Linked DNA regions of Sus scrofa: all the other regions are linked to region 3. Evidence: chromatin contacts called from public HiChIP or PLAC-seq data. All regions are on one chromosome and are shown on one strand. Each heading gives the region's core, a stretch centred on a gene start, on an enhancer-like site or on the middle of the called end of the contact. The rest is flanking DNA. Distances are from core to core; before and after follow the strand shown. Region 1 holds the start of EEF1AKMT3 (protein-lysine methyltransferase METTL21B). Region 2 holds the start of NAB2 (NGFI-A-binding protein 2). Region 3 holds the start of MBD6 (methyl-CpG-binding domain protein 6).

Region 1 (4,407 bases), core at 204-2,703, 270 kb before region 3:
CTTGACAAAAATGAAGCAAAATTTTCCTTACCATTTCCTTTCCTGAGTCTGAAGTGCCTAATTTCTACCCTGCTTCCCACAAAACACATTTTAACCCTCAGAAACTCATAAGCTTGCTCCTCCCAAGCAATCAAAACCTAAAGAATCAAAAATATACTCGCAATGAAGTTACAAAGTACTTATGAGATTTAATACCTGCAGACTGCTCCCCCTACAGGGTACCCCCATATATGCGCTTTGACAGAAGACCATAACCAAAGCAAAGATTTTACATGACAGCATAGTCCACAAAAAATCACAAAGAGCAAAAACGCAGGAAAAATTCCTTCTGCTAAGGCCTGCCGGATTTTTGTTTCCTGCCTCCAAATCAACCACCTTGGGTGCTATTACAGCCAACCAGCGCTGTCTGGCCACACAAGAGCAGGTGGAGGTGGGCTGGGGGTGGGGGAAGATTCGTTAAAAAGAAGAGACTGGGCTGGTCCCAAAATACTCCCCTCTCCCAAGAATTCAGGAAGAAAACTTCATATCCCTGTCCCGTACCCCCTCCACCATCTCCCACCGCAAAGCTCACGCACCCTGCAGTGCTGCCAGGATACCCACGATGCCCGTCCCCGCTCCCAGTTCGATCACTTTCTTGCCTCGGAAATCCACATTTTGACTCTCGAAATAGTTGCACAGGCTCAGAGCCTACAGAAGAAAAAAGAGAAAAGACTGTAGCGGGGATGGCTCCATATGGAAGGAGGCAAGTCCGGGGTCTGGACCTCCCGCGGACCCTAGCCCAGAGCCGCCCACTCCTCACCGCGTCCCACACGCGCGCTGCCACGCCAAGGCGGGATCCGAAGTTCTCTGTGATGCTCAGCTCGTGCCCACAGAAGCAGAACCGGCTCTTCTCCGAGTAAGAGTCGGCGAAGAGCCCGACCTCCCGTGGGAACACCGATTCGGGCTCTGATTCAGGATCTGGGCGGGGGTCTGCCATCTGGCAAAGAGAGTGCAGGGACGCCGGTGGGCACTCGGATCCCAGAGCTGAAGCGGGGTGGGGGTTGGGGGGCCGTGGGCAGTCTCGGCTGCCCCGTGGCACCGAGCCCCGCCTCCGCGAGTTTGCCTTCTTTCCTCCAGTTTGACTTCCTGGACGTGGAATGAGGAGCGGCCTCTCTGGCTCAGGGCTCCAGCGCACACCGGACGGGACTCACGCGGGACCGCGAGGGTCAGATCCAGCTGAATGCCTGGAGACCAGGGGGAGGGGAGAGGAGCGAGGATTAATTCACCATAGGAAGCGGGGTCCTCGGACCCCTCTCACCAGCGAGGGGCACAGGGGCCTGCAACCAAGAGTGTAACCCAGACCAAGTAGAAGCAGGCTAAGGAAAGAGGCTCGGTGCAGATCTAGCCTTGCCAGTGTGTTGAAGACCAGCGGCGCGGAGGAGCCCTCCCGTACCGGCCCCCTGCGGCCCCCTGCGGCCCCGCCCTGCCAGGCCCAGCCGAATTCGCTCTTGGGACTTTAAGGGGCGGGCTCTGCTCGCAACGTGTCTGATTGCGTCATTATCCTGCGCCCAGAACCTCTGTCTCCACGTGGGTTCCGTAGAGAAACTGCCGCTAGGGATCATGGCGGGTGCCGAGACTCGGGACGCGGCAGAAGCCGAAGCCTCGCAGCCTCAGAAGCGCTACTATCGACAGCGGGCTCACTCCAACCCCATGGCAGACCATACACTGTGCTAGTGAGTGAGCAGGGCGGGGGGCGGGGAGGGAAAGGAAGGTAGGACCCCCAAAATAGCGCGGTGCAGCGCGGAAGAGCTATTGTGCTGGGACGGTTGGAAGGTTTAGGTTAGACTCGGAGAAATCAACTGGGTGACGTCATTTTGGAGGTGGGTCAGGGAGATTTGGCAGAGCGCGGAGTTGGCACGTTGGGAGGGGGCGTGGCGTTCTGGCCGAAGTCTGGGTAGCGGTGCAAGTCTGGAAAGTGAAAAAAAATTGTTGCAAAAGAGTTACCTTGCGGCACAGCGGGGTAAGGATCCAGCATTTTCACTGCAGTGGCTCAGGTCGCTGCTGTGGCGCGGGTTCGATCCCTGGCCCGGGAACTTCCGCATGCCGCAAGTGAGGAGAAAAAAAAATTGTTATCGAAACTAGACTTATGGAAGAGTCTGTCTTTCAGTTTCATTTATAGAATTTAACAAAAAGACAGACGTATATACAATCCCGCCCACTTTCCTCTTCCCACAGAACATTTCAATAGCAAAGTAAGGTCCCACTGTCTTAGGCAGCCAGTCTCTGGGACAAAGGGAACTTGTGCCCCGGAAAGGAGAGGTGCCTGGCTAGAGTTACATCAACCCCTGGAAATGGAGATGGGCAAATCAGCAATTAATGGGCCTCATGATGGGTCTATGATTCACACTGGGAGTTAAGGGTAGTTTCCATTGTGAGTCCTAGATGCCACAGGACCCGCTCTTACAGAATTTTTGAGAAACACTCCTTTAACCTACTTCCTACCCTCATCCATCCACCCACACACATGTTGTATCACTTCTGCAACGACATGACCATCCTTCTCATGTTTCTCACGTCTTCTCTCCAATAGCCCTGTGAAGCCAGAGGACATGGACTGGTCTGAGCTATATCCAGAGTTCTTCACTCCACCGACTCAAAATCAGAGCCACGATGACCCAAAAGATGAGAAAGAAAAGAGAGCTCAGGCCCAAGTGGAGTTTGCAGACATAGGCTGTGGTTATGGTGGCCTGTTAGGTAACACTCTGGCCCTTTCTCTGTGGCAAAGAGAGGCAATGCCTAGGTTCTGCCACCTCAGCAGGTTTGGTGGGGGCTGGTAGTTGGCCTTTCCCCTTCAGACCAGACGCTGGTGCTGTGACATCAGTGTGGAGAACCTCCACCTTCTCTCCACTCCGGGTCTGTGGCCTTTGCCCTGGAGAAGGGAGGGGGCTGCCTTAAAAACTCTTAAACTTGGCTTGTCCTGTCTAGTCCCGCCCCGGCCCCAGTCCCTACATGAGCCATTTCACCTGCGAGGTGCCGGGTCAGTGAGCTGGTCAGCACAAGCGTCAGAGATTAGTCACTGTGGCCAGTGATCCTGAACTGTCTTTCTCAGGGATTCCACCACCACCCCTCCCCCGCCCCCATTCCTCACCAGAACTCATTCCTTCTCTGAGCTCATATTGTCAAATTTCTCTTGTATTGTCTGTATCATCCCAGTCATGCATGCTGGACCCACTTCTCCATAGACTTAACGGCACAACAGAGAGGAAGAGCATGGTACTTGGTGGCAGGAAACCTTGGTTCGAGTTCCAGTTCTCCCTCTTCTTAGCTCTGTGATTTTGGGCATTTCAGACAGTCAGTTTTCTCATCTTTGCAATTTACCACATAGTATGTGAAGATTAAATGAAACAATGTGTGAAAACTTTAAAGCACTTGCAAAGATACATGTATTCCCTGGCCCTCCCTCTTCCAGTCCTTGTGAGTCTCCCCCAGCCCACTTCTCCAGCACAGGGCCAACTGCGCAGGTAGCTGGCTGGCCACACTTCCCATTACTGATTTTGGTACTTGCAGATTGAGGCTTCCTTTCCTGTGTTGACCCCTTTGCACATCTCGCAAGTATGAGGTTGATGATTCCATTCCTATGTCTGTGTTCAGTGGCACTGTCACCGCTGTTCCCAGACACACTGATGCTGGGTCTGGAGATCCGGGTGAAAGTCTCAGACTATGTACAAGATCGGATTCGGGCCCTACGAGCAGCTCCTGGAGGTGGCTTCCAGAACATCGCCTGTCTCCGTAGCAATGCCATGAAACATCTTCCTAACTTCTTCCGCAAAGGCCAGGTGGGGAGGGGCCCTGGTGGTTTGGGCTGGTAGGCAGGTAGGGCATGGAGGCCAGGCTCTCACAACCCTGTTGGTGCACGTCTGTCTCACAGCTGACAAAGATGTTCTTCCTCTTCCCTGACCCACATTTCAAGCGGACAAAGCACAAGTGGCGAATCATCAGCCCCACACTGCTGGCAGAATATGCCTATGTGCTGAGTGTTGGGGTGAGTTGGGAGTGGGAGGGAAGATGGGATGGGTGGCCTATTCAGGGGCCTTCCACTAAGAATTCAGTGGGGTTGCCTTTGATACTCACCACCACTCCTATCATCCTGCTGCTCAATGGCGTACAGCCCCCTGTCTCGGGTGATTCTGCCTGTGCAGGGGCTGGTATATACCATAACTGACGTGCTGGAGCTACATGACTGGATGTGCACCCATTTTGAAGGGCACCCCCTGTTTGAGCGTGTGCCTTTGGAGGAGCTGGTAAGCAGAGATTTCTGGAAAGACCTTTTCCAGAATGGTTCTATGTTTTTTGAATTCAATTTCATGCCAGGAGGGTGGGACAGGAGTCTTGGGGTCAGGGGCGGCCTGAACAGTGGGTGAAGATTCA
Region 2 (4,964 bases), core at 1,286-3,785, 390 kb after region 3:
GCTTCTTGTTCAGCTTCAGCAGGGACGTTACCTCCCCAGCATCCCCCCTCGGGAAGCTTCGGAAGATTCTCTCCACGCTCTCCACCACCATGCGTACCATCTCTGGCTCCAGCCGATCCGGACCGCCCCCAGCCCCAGCTGCTGCCAGCCCCCCAGCCCCAGTCCCCTCGGGGACTCCTCCCCCTGCAGGTGGGGAGAACGGGGGTGAGCCAGACTCGTCTTCTCCTCCTGCCCCAACATCGGACTCTGGAGTACTCCGGCCTGGCCAGATCCGGGGGTCCCCTGCCCCAGGTCCCCCGGGCAATGGTGACAGCTTCTCTCCAAGTTCAAGGGGGCTCTTAGGGCTAAAACTGCGGGCACTGCCCGCCTTTTCCCCAGGACTGCCATGCCCGTTGCTCATGCTCCCCTTCCGGGACCCCGAAGTCTCAGAGATCTTGAAGAGCGGAATGCTGGAGACGGGCACGGCGGGCACTGGCTGGCTGAAGAGCCCTGGATTGGTGGCCCACTCTCTTAGTGCCTTCTGTAGGCGTCGGACATGGAGAGGCTTGGTGGCCATGCCCACGAGTGCCATGATCTCCAGGAACTCCTCCTCACCCGCCTCACACAGTTGCTGCACGTCGTCCCCTCCCTGCTGGATGAAGGTCTCATAGTAGGAAAGGAGATTGGCGCGCTGCAGGACCCGGTACAGCTGCAGCTCCCCCAGTGTCCGAGGCAGGGCCATGGCTCGGGCACTGGGCCTGAGAAGGAGGCACAGGACAGAGAGGGGATGGCGGTCAGTGCAAGTCCTCCTTGCTGGGTACGAACACACGTTCACGGTTGTTTTCTCTTTCCCACCCCTCTTCCGAATGCTCTCTCTGCCCAGTGCCTAGGTCGGAGCCCAAACCACAAGAACCAACCACTGCTCAGAGTCACAGCCATGCTAATGCCATCCCAAACTGGCCAGAAGTACTAAAAACCATACTGGTCTTTGTGGAAGTCAAAGGCTCTGTTCCCCCATCCTCAACTTTTACTTTTCTGGCCTGGCACAAGGAGACCTTGCGCGCTGAAGCCAGCCAGCACACCCCGGTGATGGCTGGACCACCCTCTCCTCCAGAACACAGTCCTCGTCTTCCCCCCAAACACCCAGCAATCTCAACATTACACAAGTTAGCTTCCCACACTGAGGTGAATGTATGAGCCCCCACCTCCCTACAATGGACACCTGGGCAGCTTTATTCTCTGGTGGCATTATGCTCATGTGGCTGAGGCAGAGGGTGTGGCTTCCCTGCCCTTTTCAGCTCAAGGAGCCAAGCAGACCCCTACTCTGCTACCTTTTCCCACCTCTGCTAAGCCTTCCCCAAGGATTAGGCATTTTCCTGCTGTCTCTCCCCAGAACCTCCCCCCTCTTCCAGACTGCCCAGTGGCCCTCGGTTGGTCCCTCTCCCAGCAGTGACCTTCCCACCTGCTCCAGAGGTAGGCCCATCCCTTCAGCTCAGGCACAGGGGAGGGGAGAAGTGCCTCAATTGTTCTGCTTTGCGGCCCGTTCCGCCCACACACACTCCCACGGTGGTAGCGTCCGTGGGCGAAAACCGCCGGGGGGCTCCCGCCTACCCCTCTCTCCCTTTTTCCATCCACATCTTCAAGTGGAGTGGGGGAGCGACTCAAGGCCTCTTGAGGGAGGGGCTGCACACCGAAACTCCCCTCCCCACTCTGTAAATAAAGGTACGGAAATGGAAATAGACGCCTAAGGCACGTCCTGCTCCTGCAGAGCCGCTCTGATGCGCTCTTGGTTCAAAGGCGCCGACTTCTCCCGACCCCAAAGCGGCGCGCTCCATGCCAACCACAGATTGTGCCAGCTGAGCGGCTCTTCCCCAGCACTGTTGCCAGCTAGAACTCCAGGGCTTCCCCTGGCACTTAGGAGCCCCCACATTCTTTGCAGGGGCTCACAGGCCAGGTCATGCTCACAGAGTAAACGAGGAATGGAGAATTAGATACTATTCCTTCACATCCAGCTTCATCAGATCCCTGCCTGCTCCCATGGCCCCCTAATTCGAAGGCGCACCCCCTTTCCATCAGTCTCCACCCCCCACCCCCGTCCCTCTTCCCCTAGTCCTCTCCTCGACCTCCGCCCTCCGGACCCCTTTCCCCGAGTCCAGCTCCACCCATTTCCACTCCCCGCCGCTTCCCTTTGCCCACTTACTTGAGTCTGGGCTGAGGGGTCCGGCGGGCGCTGTCCCCTCCGCCCGGCGGCTGCTCGGCAGTGGGGGAGGGAGCTCTGTGCATGGACGGCTGGAGACCACCGGGGATGCCCCTCTCAGTGTCCGGCGCTCGGCGCCTTCTGTGTGCTGCGATCTTCCTGGCGCGCGAGGCCGTGTCCGCCGCTGTCCGGGCTCCGTCCCTTCCTCCACGTCTCCTCTCTCCGAGCCTCCGCGCCTCTGTCTGTGCCTCTACCCCCCCCCTCCCCGGCTGCGCTTGCCGCCTCTCCGCGCCTCCGCCCCCGCAGGACGCACGGGGAGCGAGGCCCGGCGCAGCACTGGCTGCCAGGCGGGCGGAGGGCGTGGGCCGAGCCGGGGGCGGAGGCTTGTGGGCGGGGGGCGGGCGCCCGGGCCTCTCGGCCGGCGGTGGAGAAGCCTCAGCAGAGAGGCGGAGAGAGGCGGAGAATGTGGGGAGGGGGGTGTGGAGCAGGAGGCGGGGGCGGGGACTCGGCGCCAGGGCGCCGAGTTGGGGACTAAAGTGACCGAGGCCGGGCTGTGGAAGGCGGGCTTGGGGACTCAGCGGGCGGGGCGAGGTCGCTCGGAGCCGCCTACGCCGGATGCACAGCCGGCCTTCTTCGCGCCCACGTACCCACGTGAGCGCCCAGCCGGCGACATTCTTACTCCCACTCCTCCTTCCCCTCTGAGCAGAGAGCGGAGTTTCACAACCACGCACAGGTACACAAAGACACAGAGAAGCACACCGACGGGCACACGCGCCTAAACAACTACCCGGTCGCCTGCTGCCCACACTCGGGCTTCGCGGTGCTATACGTGTGAATGTTAGGAGTGAGCCAGGAAAAGTTGGGAGACTGGGGTGCGCGGCTCCTCTCGTGGGTGCTTCTGACTCCCGTAGAGTGTGCACTTAGGACAGATCTGTGAACGTGGAGCTCTGCAGGAATCCCTCACAGATCCTCGCACTCTTCCCAAACCACGTCGAAGTTCGGGGAACAGAAATGGGCGGGGTTTGCCATAACCTGCTGCTTAGACGCGCGTCTATTAGTCGCGCTGGGTTGTTAGTGCTTAGGTCAGGCAAGGATGGGAGGGGTATCCTGCCTTCTTCCGCTAGTAGCATCCTATTTGCTGAGAATGGGGACCTACCTCTGGGGAATTCTGTGTGGCAACTTTGGGAGGAGGATACCCCTTCTAGGGACGTCTGTGAAGGTATTTCGCCGGAGTCAAGTGGGAGACCGGCGGAGGCCGGGCGCGTCGGACGTGGCTCCCTACCGACGTGGCTCCCTACCGAGGAGTAGGAGGGAGGAGCTCCTTCAAGGAGCTTTGCCCCTCTCTGCCACCCACCATCCCTCCCCTTTCTTTTTCCCAGCCCCATCTGGTTCCCATTACACTCCCGCCCACGGCTGAGAGGGCCGACTGGCGGGGTCTCTTAGAGCCCGGCCCAGCGGCTCTACGCCCCGAGGAAATGAAGGAGGAGGGGCGGCAAAATTCCCCCTAATCCAAAATCTCAGCCCCACCCATCATTCAGCACTTCTGAGTGGCCCGGGCCAGCAAGGAGTGGGTAGCGTGGGCCAGGGCTGGTTCTACATTCCGGCCTGGCGAGGGGACCCTCCCGTCTCCGGGTGGGACAGGAGAAGAGAGGTGCACCACTGGGGGGAATTTCAGTAGCCAAGATTCTCTTGTCCGTTCCATGAAGCCCCCAAAATGGGGTTGGAGGGTGATCGGGAGCGAACCGAGTCCTCGGTTCTACAACTGGAGGGCGCGCCTACACCGGCTCCCGGCGGAGACACTCCTCGACCCCTCTTAAATGTGTGGGCGCCCCTCCCCCACTCTCTCCCGGTTATTTTAGAACCTGGGCGCCAGCGGCTGGCCCGGGGTTTCCACGTGCCTCCTCCCTCCCTCTGCCCACGCTCCCCGTGACGCACATCCTCCGCCCACACAGTCTCTGCTCCAGGCGCCCCCCTCCCTCCCACCCGGGCCCCCTAGGGGCGGTGCTGAGCCCCCGGATCCGAAGGGAGACGCTGGCTGGCCCGGGGAAGACGGCTGAATAGGGCGTGAATCAAGGGGGCGGTGACCAAGTGGGCGCCGGGCGCTAGAGTCCCGGCCCTGGAAAGGAGATGAGGGAGGAGCCTATTCTGGGGCCTGGGCTCCACGGTCCTGGGGCGGGTACTAGGCCAGAGAGAAAAATTGGGGGAGAAAAATCCTTTGCACTGGCTCAGCCAACTCCCCTAGGGATCAGAAGGGATAATTTCTGAGTGCGAACTTGTGTTTGAGATTGAAACTCCGGGGTGTTTATATCTTTGTTTCTCGGGTGTCGTGAGGGTCAAATGAGAGGGTGTATATGAAAACTCTGTGAATTGTGAAATGCTAATAAGCAAATTTAAGACGCTAGTGCCAGTTGGTGCCTCTGTACCCTGAGATTATGTATTTATATGCTTCTTTACATCGACTTGTGTGTCTGTGTCTCTGTCTCTCTCTAGGTTTGTGAGCCCCTCTGTGTGGATTTAAAAATATGCACATTTAAAAAATCATTGACTTGTCAAGCCCCGCCAGAGGCCCAGACGCCCCCGCAGCCGGAGCTGCTGAGATGTCTGTTCTTCTCTTACCTCCCACTCCTACCACCTCCAACTCCCCTCCTACTCCCTTCCGTTGAGAACAAGGAATTTCCAGCCTTTAGCAAATGGAGACAGAGACACAAAGAGACTGGGACTATGAAAAACTACAGAAAAACAATAAAGATAAGAGACAGGTGGGGGGAGGTTGACAAAAAAGGGGTGG
Region 3 (4,796 bases), core at 1,399-3,898:
TAGGTGAGAACCCTTTGTCCCATCAAGGAAAAAAGCCTTCATCCAGAAGTGTGAGCTAATTCCCCCAATACCAAGCCAGTAGGAAGTTTCCCAGAGACTCTAGCTCCTGCTGTTCCTTCCCCTTCAGGAAGACCATACAAAAGTACAGACTGCCCCAGAGGTCACCAGGCAGTTGCCCAAGTGCCCGCTTGGGTGGTACCAGCACAACTCCCCCCATGCCTGGCACCATCAGACAATCACTGATCTACTTCGTCTGGGTCTTCTTAAAACGCTGGACTCACAGCTCTGTCTTCTCCCACGATCCTCAGAAGCTCCTGATTTCCCCCCAAGCCTAAGGCAAGGAGATTCAGCACCTCCTGTCCCACTGGCTTCAAATTAGCTCCAAGAGGGATTCTCTTCTGATATACGGGGACGCCCTCCAAACCTGCAAGTATCCTCCCCAACCTTACCATCGCTCCCACCCCACACTGGCGGCTTCTAAACTTTCCCTCTCATAACAAGGCGCCCTGTCACCCAGCCTGCTTCCCTCAGCTTGGGGAGGAGGGGAAGGCGTATGAAGTAGGAAGGAACTTGGGGAGAGGGCGGGTAGAGGGTGGGCAAAGCACTGAGGGGAAGGAGGTGAAGAAGGCAAAAGTCAAGCAGTGAGAGGGAAAAACGGTGGGGGCAGGTGAGGGCGGGGGAGTGGGGATGGGGCCAGGGAAAAGAGGCCGAGAGGACGCGGGGGCAGAGGGTAGGGACAGGAGGGGAGGGGAGGGGGAGGGGCGAGGTGGGGGGCCGGGCCCTGCACTCACCGCGGCCCATGGTTCGGCCGGCCCCGCCCTGCGCAGTCGCGGCCCAGAGGGTAAGTGGGAGGGAGTGGGAGGAGGGTCGGTGGAGCCCGAGCCTCCGGTACGGCCCTGGCCGGTCCTAGCAGGAAGCGCCGCCGCCGCCGCCGCGGATCACCGAGCGGCCTCCCGCGCATGCGCCATGGGGGCCAGGGGCAGCCCTGGGGATTCCGTTCCCAGAAGGCACTGCGCAGGCTGCTACCGCCGCCGCCGTCGCTGCCGCCGCTGCCGCCGCCGCCGCCGCCGCCGCCACCGCCGCCGCTGCCCGGACGGGAGAGGGGCGGGGCCGGGCCCCCGCCCAGCGGACAACGACGAGCCAACAGGAGGGGTCGCAGTGCGCATGCGGGAGCGCGCCTACCCCTCCCCCACAACCCCCCATTAATCCCCAAGAGAACAAACACCCCACGCGGCCCCCCGCCCTCCGCGGAAGGATCCGAGCCTCTTCCCAGGCCACTGGTGGCCAATCCCAGCCCTCCTCGGGGAGGGGCCCCTTCCGAAGCCGCAATCTGTTAGGGGAACCAGGAATGCCAGGTCCGGGAGGAGCTGGCCCCAAAAGATGAAAGTCGCGACTTGCCCTGCCCCGCCCCAAAGGCTTCCCGGGTAGTGTGCTGAGACTTGACCCGCCTCCCCAGGTCAACATGTCACAACACGACCCCGGCCTGTCAAGTCACATGACCTCTGCCTGTCACTGACGACCTGGTCATGTCTTTGGACCAGGAGAGACCATCTGGTCCAATCCACCCCCGCCTCCACTTACAGAAGGAGAAATGGAGGTCTAGAGCAATGGTGCAGGCCTGGCCAAGGACTTGTCACCGTCACGCTACCACCTATACCTGCTATCTAGCGACAAGCGGTCTTATGACAGTTTCTACTTAGGACAAACTCTGGCTGCCCCCATGAGGGTATGAGGATATGTAACAGGACACCACATGGCCTATGTTTTCTACCTAATGGCACTGGAAAAATACTTTGAATTTTGCATGGTGCTTTTCATTTTTGTTCAAGCTGCCTCCAAGTTCGTAAGTCTTTCATTTTACTTTCACAATTCATTATCTTGTATTTGAGAACCAGAACGGCGAGGCACAGAGAGATTAGGTGGCTGCCCTAGGATTCATGGACAAGTGAAGGACCGCTGAAGCTAGAATCTGGGCTCCTGACAATCCACTCCATAGCAGTAGTGTGCTCACGTGCAAGCAGTGTTCCAGGCAACAAGGCTCTACTGTAGCCCACCTAGAAGTCAGGAGGCCTGGGCCCGGCTCCTCACAGCAGGGAGTCACAGGACTTGCAGGTGTGGTACACTGAAAAGGGCGGGCCCAGGCTTGGGTGAAGGGCACCAGAGCACCACGTGGGGGGGGGGGGGGACAGAATCCGGTCCACCCGGCAATGAACATGAATTCTGGCTTGCTGAGGGCTCATCAGAAACTTTGCAAAGATAAACGTCTAAGGGTGCTCTTCAGAGGGGAGGAACTGAAAATGACCACCAAGGGGATTCAAGTTCTTCAGCCTCTTTGGAAGAAATCAGGGGGCTAAAAGAAAAGACCCCTTTAAGAAAACTGGAGAGGATGCAAACAATCTTGATGGATGCAAATTTTCAAAGGAAGGATGTTTAAAAGACCTTCTGTCCATTAGCTGGGAGAGGGTGGTAAGCGAGGAAAATGGGAGTCCCTTATGGAGGAAATAGAACGGGGGCTAATGTCAGGTGGGTGGAACATGAGCTCTAGAGAGAGACAAGCTGCAGAGAGATTTCACACCGCAGCTTAGGGGTGACGGGTTGAAAACCGTTGGGGCCGTTGGGTGCCGGGAGCTGGCGCCCCGCCCTCTCGCCTCTTCCCCGCACCCCCACCCCCCGCACCTCCCACTACCCTCTCAGTCCCTTGCGCGCGTGCGCGCGCAGACACCGGTTGCCAAACATTGCATCATCCCCGCCCCCCTTTCCTCCCCTCCCCCCTCCAGCTCTCCCCTCCGCGCGCGCGCATGACTCACTCACCTCCTCCGCGAAGCCTCGTGACCCAAAGCCACTTCCGGGTCCAACACGAAGTCGACCCCCAAGCGGGAGGAGGTGATGGGGGCGGGGCCGAGGAGCTCCTGAGTGGCGGATGTAGGGGATGAGGCGGGGCCAACGCCAGCGTGCCGCTTTCTGATTGGTAGGCTTCTGGATCCGCCCCAGAGGGGAGGGCAAGGCCCTGTTAAAAGATCCCAGCTCTGCGCTGCGGAGGTCAGAGGCTTGAGTCTAAGGCTTAGAGAATATCATGTTGAAGATGAGCCGGTGGCAGCGACAGAGCCAAAATCAGAGCCGGAACCTGAGGAGAGAGGCGAGTACTGATTCCCTATTTTTTTACTCTCCCATCCTCGCGAACACCAGTTGTCCTCTCCAGGTTAGGGCATCCGCTCTTTGGGATGTGGCCCCACCCCCTCTGCAAAGCGGTGAGGTGACTGTCCGGTGGAGTGAGGGGAATCTTTTATTCGGAAATGGTGCTTACGGACTCTCTTCCTTGGCAAGACAGTATTATCCCACCTATGTCCGGAGCACAGACCGTGCTCTCTGTTGGTCGGTGAAGGGGCCCTCGGGAGATGTATTTTCTCCGGTTGCTGACCCCAAGCCTCCTCGTTAGGCCTGTCCGGTATGAGGCCGAGCAACAGGACACACCCCCGCGCCGAGAAGCCTGGTGACCGTAGCTAACCGGCTTTGCCACCATCGGCCCTGCCCCTTCCCCACCCCCAATCCTGTCTCAGCCGCAGCGTCTCGGGGCCAGCATAGCCACGTCAGTAGCTGGGGCTTCTGGACCCTCCACAGGACATTTTTTCCGCGCCCTTGCAGAGGACAGAATCTTAAAGAGGCTGACACAAGCCTTTGGGAAGAGGGGTGCCCATGAACCGGGAGCGGAGATGGGTTTTCCCTTTCCTCAGAGCTCCCTGGGTCTCCTGCACAAGAGAGCATCCCGGATCTTTTAAGTGAGGAAAGCCATTTGGGGTCTCCCCAATGAATTGTCCTTCCCCTGGGATTGGTCTATGCCTCCTTCCCCGTGTCCTGTCTCCAACTAATCTCTGTGTAACCATTGCATCAGGCTAGCTAGCCCCCTGCTCGGCTCTGCAGCCCTCTGGCCTGCGGCTCCACTGCTGATGAAAGCTATGTCCCACACACTGGAAGGCAAGGAGGGTTCCCCAGGGAGGACAGCCCTGCAGAGAAACACTCAGGACGGTATTGCGTCTACAGTCCCCAGGGATAGGCAGCTGCTGCTCTGCCTCTGGGCTTCATCCTCCTTATCCCTATGAGGGACAGGGGAGAATGCACCATTCATTCCTAACAAATATTTAACCAGCACCTCCTATGTGCCATGCAGTGTGAGGCTCAGCATACATCCATGGACAAAAGAAAAAAAAAAAAATTCTCTGCTCTCCCAGAGCTTCCATTGCAGTAGGAAAAGGCATACAGTAAGCAAATATGTAAGTGCCACGGGAAAAGCTAAGGCATGGAGGGGTAGAGAATGCTCAGAGAGGAGAATACAGTTTACCTGAGTGGTCAGGGATTCCCTTTCGGAGGTGACATTTAAATGAGAGACCTAAATAGAGGCAAAGCAGTAAGGCATGCAGTATGTGGAGAGCACTCCAGGTGAAGAACAGCAAGAGCACAGGTCTTAACGTGGAAGCGTGTGTAGTATCTTTAGGGAACAGGAGGCCAGTTGGCTGGACTGAAGTGAGCAAGAGGGAGAGTGGTCAATGAGAAAAACAAGGCGAGGGAGGAGCAGATTATGGAGGGCCTTCTAAGCCATTTTAAGGACTTCAGCCTTTATTATGTGTGAAACTGGAAGATTTTGAACAGAGGAGTGACATGGCTTGACATAAGGTGTTTTGGGTTTTTTTGGTCTTTTTGTCCTTTTAGGGCGACACCTGTGGCATATGGAGGTTCCTAGGCTAGGGGTCCAATTGGAGCTGTAGCTGCCAGCCTACACCACAGCCACAGCAAGGCAGGAT

What was found. HiChIP or PLAC-seq counts read pairs in DNA pulled down with a chosen protein or histone mark.
Region 1: a contact with region 3 is called in an H3K27ac HiChIP or PLAC-seq map of alveolar macrophages. The contact joins the promoter of EEF1AKMT3 here to the promoter of MBD6 in region 3. A contact is called at or near these places in 1 of 47 Hi-C or Micro-C datasets (liver) and 1 of 2 datasets of contacts at active chromatin or transcription factors (alveolar macrophages).
Region 2: an H3K27ac HiChIP or PLAC-seq map of alveolar macrophages shows a contact between it and region 3. The contact joins the promoter of NAB2 here to the promoter of MBD6 in region 3. A contact is called at or near these places in 2 of 47 Hi-C or Micro-C datasets (heart right ventricle and liver) and 1 of 2 datasets of contacts at active chromatin or transcription factors (alveolar macrophages).

Annotation. Positions count from the first base shown.
Region 1 is chr5:23,060,160-23,064,566 of Sscrofa11.1, reverse strand. It overlaps EEF1AKMT3 (protein-lysine methyltransferase METTL21B), which reads right to left and starts at 1,453. Exons shown (of 8, transcript XM_021091900.1): 1 at 800-1,453; 2 at 576-687. The coding sequence starts at 976. It overlaps METTL1 (tRNA (guanine-N(7)-)-methyltransferase), which reads left to right and starts at 1,542. Exons shown (of 6, transcript XM_003360738.4): 1 at 1,542-1,712; 2 at 2,570-2,733; 3 at 3,631-3,815; 4 at 3,908-4,021; 5 at 4,179-4,280. The coding sequence starts at 1,600.
Region 2 is chr5:22,397,846-22,402,809 of Sscrofa11.1, reverse strand. NAB2 (NGFI-A-binding protein 2) reads right to left here and starts at 2,535. Exons shown (of 7, transcript XM_001929485.5): 1 at 2,180-2,535; 2 at 1-737. The coding sequence starts at 2,262.
Region 3 is chr5:22,788,072-22,792,867 of Sscrofa11.1, reverse strand. MBD6 (methyl-CpG-binding domain protein 6) reads right to left here and starts at 2,648. Exons shown (of 14, transcript XM_013997655.2): 1 at 792-2,648. It also overlaps a transcript of DDIT3 not described here.